Regions from separate parts of the Zea mays genome. Here region 2 is linked to region 1. The links are chromatin contacts, called in public Hi-C maps. All regions are on one chromosome and are shown on one strand. Each heading gives the region's core, a stretch centred on a gene start, on an enhancer-like site or on the middle of the called end of the contact. The rest is flanking DNA. Distances are from core to core; before and after follow the strand shown. Region 1 holds the start of LOC103641426 (cleavage and polyadenylation specificity factor subunit 6). Region 2 holds the start of LOC100282287 (harpin-induced protein).

The links. A called contact is a pair of places that touch in the nucleus more often than the background predicts.
Region 2: a Hi-C map of ear shows a contact between it and region 1, with 2.0 times the contacts expected there. The contact joins the promoter of LOC100282287 here to the promoter of LOC103641426 in region 1. A contact is called at or near these places in 6 of 25 Hi-C or Micro-C datasets (bundle sheath, ear, endosperm and 2 more).

The regions. Positions count from the first base shown.
Region 1 is chr1:186,985,978-186,988,677 of Zm-B73-REFERENCE-NAM-5.0, reverse strand. LOC103641426 (cleavage and polyadenylation specificity factor subunit 6) reads left to right here and starts at 1,344. Exons shown (of 2, transcript XM_008664777.3): 1 at 1,344-2,700. The coding sequence starts at 1,434.
Region 2 is chr1:187,538,379-187,541,078 of Zm-B73-REFERENCE-NAM-5.0, reverse strand. LOC100282287 (harpin-induced protein) reads left to right here and starts at 1,272. Exons shown (of 1, transcript NM_001155199.2): 1 at 1,272-2,571. The coding sequence starts at 1,445. The coding sequence ends at 2,254.

The DNA of each region.
Region 1 (2,700 bases), core at 95-2,594:
GTCATCTAGAAAGGAAGCATCGCGGTGGCAGCGGCGGCCAGCATGGCCAGGACGATACCGGTGCCCATGCTCGGGCTGCCGCTCTCGTGGTCAGCGGCCGGGCCAGGAGACTCTGCTGGTGACTCCAAAGCATGGGCTGGCTCGGGTGGACTATCGGCTGATTCGCCGCCGGCCTCGGCCGTCGACGGCTCTTCCGAGGCGGCACTGCCACCGCCGCTGCTGCTATCGTGCGATGCGGCGGCTTCATCTTCGGACGGGGACGCGGAAGGGCTGGCCGACGAGTCCTTGGGGGCACCGGCGAGGGCCTTCTCTGACGCGGCGCTCTCGCTAGTAGGTGACGCAGCGCTGGACCCGGAGTCGGGCGCCTCGGAAGGCGACGCCTCTGACTTGGAGGCCGTCGCCGGGGCCTTGGCCGGGGTTGCCTTCGGTGTCTCTGCAGCATTCTCAGGCGACGCCGTGGGGGCCTTCTCAGACTTGTCGGGCGAACTGCTGGGTGCCTTTGACGGCGTGGAGGCCGAATGCTTCGGCGAGGCTGCCGGGGCCTCCGCGGCGAAAGCCACGGCGGCGGAGGCGACGAGGAGGAAGGCGGAGAGGGCAAGAGCGCGGGCCATGGTGCGTGCGTGCCTGTGCTCGTTCGATCGTTTTCCCCGACTAGTGTGTGGCGGTGTCACAACACATGGAAGGTAGCTAGCGTCGCCACGGGAGCTATATATAAGCGACGATGAGAGGAGCACGGTGGAGTCGGTGGCTATGTTTGGGGGGTCTCTGTTTGTCTCTCTGCGTCGCGGCATGTTGAGTGCATGGTCTCCTCTCGTCCGCCTGCGGCCTGCCGACGAGGGCGGTAGCCGATGGGGTGGTGCGCGCCATACGGAGGCCGAAAATGGGCGGGTATTTTTGGCATGTTTATTTGCAACCGTTGGATCTGCCTCTCTCTCAAATCCGACGGTTATACGTATGTATGCAGTTATGCATGCAAGAGTGGTTGCAAGCTTGACTAGACTTGACTGTGTGATTGACGGTGCGAGTGAGTGTCACCTCGAGTTTGTTCTTATGTTCATGCTCCAGTTCAAGCTAGAAAAAGATGATGTTTTAATAGTATGGGATGCCAGTTGTCAGCACTCCCAAACTAGAGATTATCTGCAGCTCCCAAACCAGAGATGATAATCTGTTTGGCTGCCCTGTAGTCATAGCCGTCGTAGCTGTTTGAACTGTTGCAGCTGCAATCGATAGAGATAAAATACTTTAGAAGTCATAGCTCCACCCGAATTAAAGCTACAGCAAACCAGAGCGAACATGCATATCTACCATTTCTGAGGGTAGAAGACGATGACGTTTGAGCTTCACAAGGGTAGTTCTACTGTGTTGTCAGAAAAAAAGAAAACAAAAAAGGGAAAAGCGCAGTTCTACTGGGCTTGAAAGACTCACAACACGTTATGACCCACTGGATAGAAGCCCACTATCAGTCAACAAGGGAACATTCTCACACCTTCCTCCGCACAAGCCACCGACACCAGGGCCCCACCCCCTCAGCGCCCGCGCCAACAGCGTCAACTTCAACACCAGCTCCACCTGCTGCACCTCCGCTCCCGACTCCCTCCGCCCACACGGATCCCGAAAACCCTAACCCTAGACATCGCCCCGCCGCCGCCATGGACCCCGCCGGCGACCCGGCGTTCCACCGCAACGAGGCTATCTCCGCGGTCCAGGACGTAGACCAGTACTACGGAGACGACGACGACTTCGACGACCTATACAACGACGTCAACGTCGGGGACGGCTTCCTCCACGCCTCCCACCAGGCGCCACCACCGCGGCCTCCGACTCAGCAGGCCCCACCGCCGCAGCAGCTCCATCCTCCGCCACAGCAGCAGCCCCCTCCGCCACCACAGCAGCAGCCGCCGGCCCACACCCTCCCACCGCCGCCGCCGCATGTCCCGCCGCCGCCGCAGCAGGTACGCATCCCGGGGGTGGCCGTCCCTGCTCCTGGCATACCTCCAGGTCAGACCAACCTCCATCCGCCGCCTCAGCCGCTAGCCGCGCCCGCGCCGCCGCCAGCTCAGCACCACCAGATTCAGCAAGGCGACGGGTTCCACCGATCTGGAGGGAACTTCGCCGGCGGCCCCATCGTGGTCGGGAATGGTGGCGCTGCTGGCGGGGGTGACGGCCCTGGCGGCACGACGCTGTTCGTGGGGGAACTCCACTGGTGGACGACGGACGCGGATCTGGAATCTGAGCTTATCAAGTATGGTTCGGTCAAGGAGGTGAGGTTCTTTGACGAGAAGGCCAGCGGCAAGTCCAAGGGCTACTGCCAGGTCGATTTCTATGACCCTGGCGCAGCTGCTGCCTGCAAGGAGGCCATGAACGGGCACACATTTAATGGACGTCCATGTGTTGTGGCATTCGCCACACCCAACAGCGTTCGCCGCATGGGCGAGGCGCAGGTGAAGAACCAGCAGGCTATGGCTGCACAGACATCGAATATGCAGCCCAAGGGTGGCAGAGGGGGCGGTGGTGCCGCAGGGCCACAGGTGGGCGGTAATTATGGTGGTGGGCGTGGAGGAGCTGTTGGATCTGGTGCCGGTGGTGGAGCAGGCGGAGGTGGTGGAAATTGGGGAAGAGGTGGCGGAGGCATGGGGAACAGAGGCCCTGTTGGTAACATGAGGAACAGGATGGGCCCAGCTGGCGGCGGCCGCGGGATAA
Region 2 (2,700 bases), core at 23-2,522, 550 kb before region 1:
AGCCCATGAGACTAACACATAGTGAGAACCGAGAGAATAAAAGCGAGCTATAGAAAAAAAAATAGACTATTTTTAAAAAAATTATATAATAGTTAAAATTCTTTTTTTTTCTCCGTAAGGTGGATGAATTGGTATTATCTCATAATTTTGGATGTCCTCGATTTGACGTGATTTCAGCTCTAAGTTGTAGAGCTTTTATTAGCTTTACAAAAAAAATCCAAAATAATTAAAATAACCAAAGTTACGAACATACTTTAGGTCCTAGCCTTTGTTGAATGGACATATTACAGTAATACCTTCATCCGATTGTTGAATGGGACATGTTCTTGATTGCTTGGGCCGTGTCACTTGGTCTTGATTGCTTGGGCCGACGTATCAGGAGCAACAAGTACAGTGGTGTTATTTTTGTCTATGTTTACGTTATTTGTAATATGTTAATCACTGAGTGATGCAAGTTAATGTTATATTCATCAATTTTTTTGCGCTGGGTACAAAAGATTAATTGCCACGAAAGGAGGCGAAGATACCCATGTAAAGCCGCGCAGTGCGGCATCTGCTTTCGACGACGTCGCAGACAAAAGCAGGGGCACTACGGCACTGCACCAAAGAAAAGCCATGGATGGATGTCCCCCCCAGGAGGCCGGTCTTTGTGTCAGCACATCTGGGTTCCTTAGTCATGAATTAACCCCCCATAGCTGCTGCCCTTTATTTCGATTCGAGACGAAACGGAACTGGTCCAGGAGCGCCTTTCTTTCTTTCTTTCTTTCTTTCTTTCCATGGCTAAGCGGCAACTTGTCCCTTCCTTCTCTGCTTCTCATCTCACCTCGCCTCTGCTTCGTCAACAGGAAGATCAACGATTGTAACACATTTTATTGCTTGATTCTTCTTCACCTTTGGCCAATCTTAAAATCTGCTTGGCCAATCTTAAAAACTGCACGACGAAAGCATGGGCAGACGACCCACTGCTTCAACTGGGCATGCATGTGTTGGTAGGGAACAGCACATTCCAAGCGACAATCATGAAACACCGAGCATCAGATTAGTACTACTATTTGTTAGTGCCAAGAATAACCCAAGCTTTACCTTTGTCCACCTTAAGAAATATGCTTTTCTAAGATAACAAATCAATTGCTGGCAGCCGGCAACGCTGTCCCACCCCACACCTTTGCTGGAAGCAGCTCTATTTTTTTCAGTGGAGGAACACGAGACAGTGGCCCCACGCTCGAAGCCTCTCTCTCTTTACGTATTTTGGAAGGAGGTACACCACCACTAGGCTCAATCGATCAGACTCCTTTTAACTCCACCACTCCATTGTCCATTCCCTGGCTGCCTCTCGTTGCTGTTGTTGTTGCTGCTCTTCTCTAGCTTGCTTTCCCCCAATAGGCCTCTCTGCACTCTTGAGCTTCTTTGCCTTGTTGAACTTGGTAGCTGTGGCGTTGCCGAAATGGGCGCTCCCTACCACCTCCAATCACCAAGAACCATCATAACCAAGGTAATGAGCATGAAGCAGCTGCCACCGGCCCTGCCACAGCTGCCGCCGCCGCCGGTGGATCAGTCCGAGGTGACCGAGCAGACACCGGTGCTGCCACGGTCGCAGCCGGTGGATCCACCCACGATAACCAGGCAGCCACAGGCGCCCCGGCAGCCAGCGCGGGCGCCTTCCAAGGTAATCCTGCAACCGCGCCAGCGGACCTCGCCGGCGATGTGGTGCGCGGCCATCGCTTGCTTCGCCTTCAGCATCCTCCTCATCGTCGCAGGCGTCGTCACCCTGGTCGTCTTCCTGGCGGTGAAGCCGAGGCCGCCGTCCTTCGACGCCGCTAACGCCATCCTCAACAGCGTCTACGTGGACTCGCCGGCCCCCTACTTCAACAACGACATGACGCTCGTTGCCAACATCTCCAACCCCAACAGGGAGATCGACTTGGTGTTCCGGTCCGCCACTGTCGAGCTCTTCTTCCAGGACAGGCCCATGGCCGTGCAGGCGCTGCCTCCGTTCGCGCAGCGGCGAGGCCAGTCCCAGCTCCTGAACATGCACCTGCTCTCCAGCCGGGTCCTGCTGCCGCCCCAGGTGGCGGTAAAGATGGTGGACCAGGTGAGGAGCAACAGGGTGGTGTACACAATCAGAGGCGCCTTCAAAGTGGAGGCCAGGTTCAGGTTCGGCCACTACTCGTACTGGATGTACACGGTCTGTCAGCTGGAACTCACTGCCCCTCCTTCTGGAGTTCTTGTTGCCCGGAGATGCACAACAAAATGACTGGCTCTAGAAAAATTCCCCTCGTTTTCTTTTGTTATTATATATAAAATCTTAGCTATTTTTTATACTGATGATGGAAATGGCCCGAGAACAGCGGAACATACCTATTGTTGATTCATGTGAATTCGAAGTTGGTTCTTCAGCTTTGTCGATCTCTTGGCTGCTCAGTTGTTGCTGCGTCCTAGTGGCTAGCTGCAACACACAGTAGGTCAGTAGCTTAGATCGTAAGCAACCTGAACAGAGTTCAACAAAGTGTGTAATGTACAGCATAGAACTCTTTGCTTGAGTGTAAGCGGTACAGTGGATTTTTTTTCTCGAATTTGTATTGATTGCAGATTGAGATGATACACAGAGTTTTGGATATAGGTGATTTAGCAAATACATCACCATCTATAACCATAATTTCATAGCTTCTCAAATGAGGGCAACACTGAATCTATTACCAC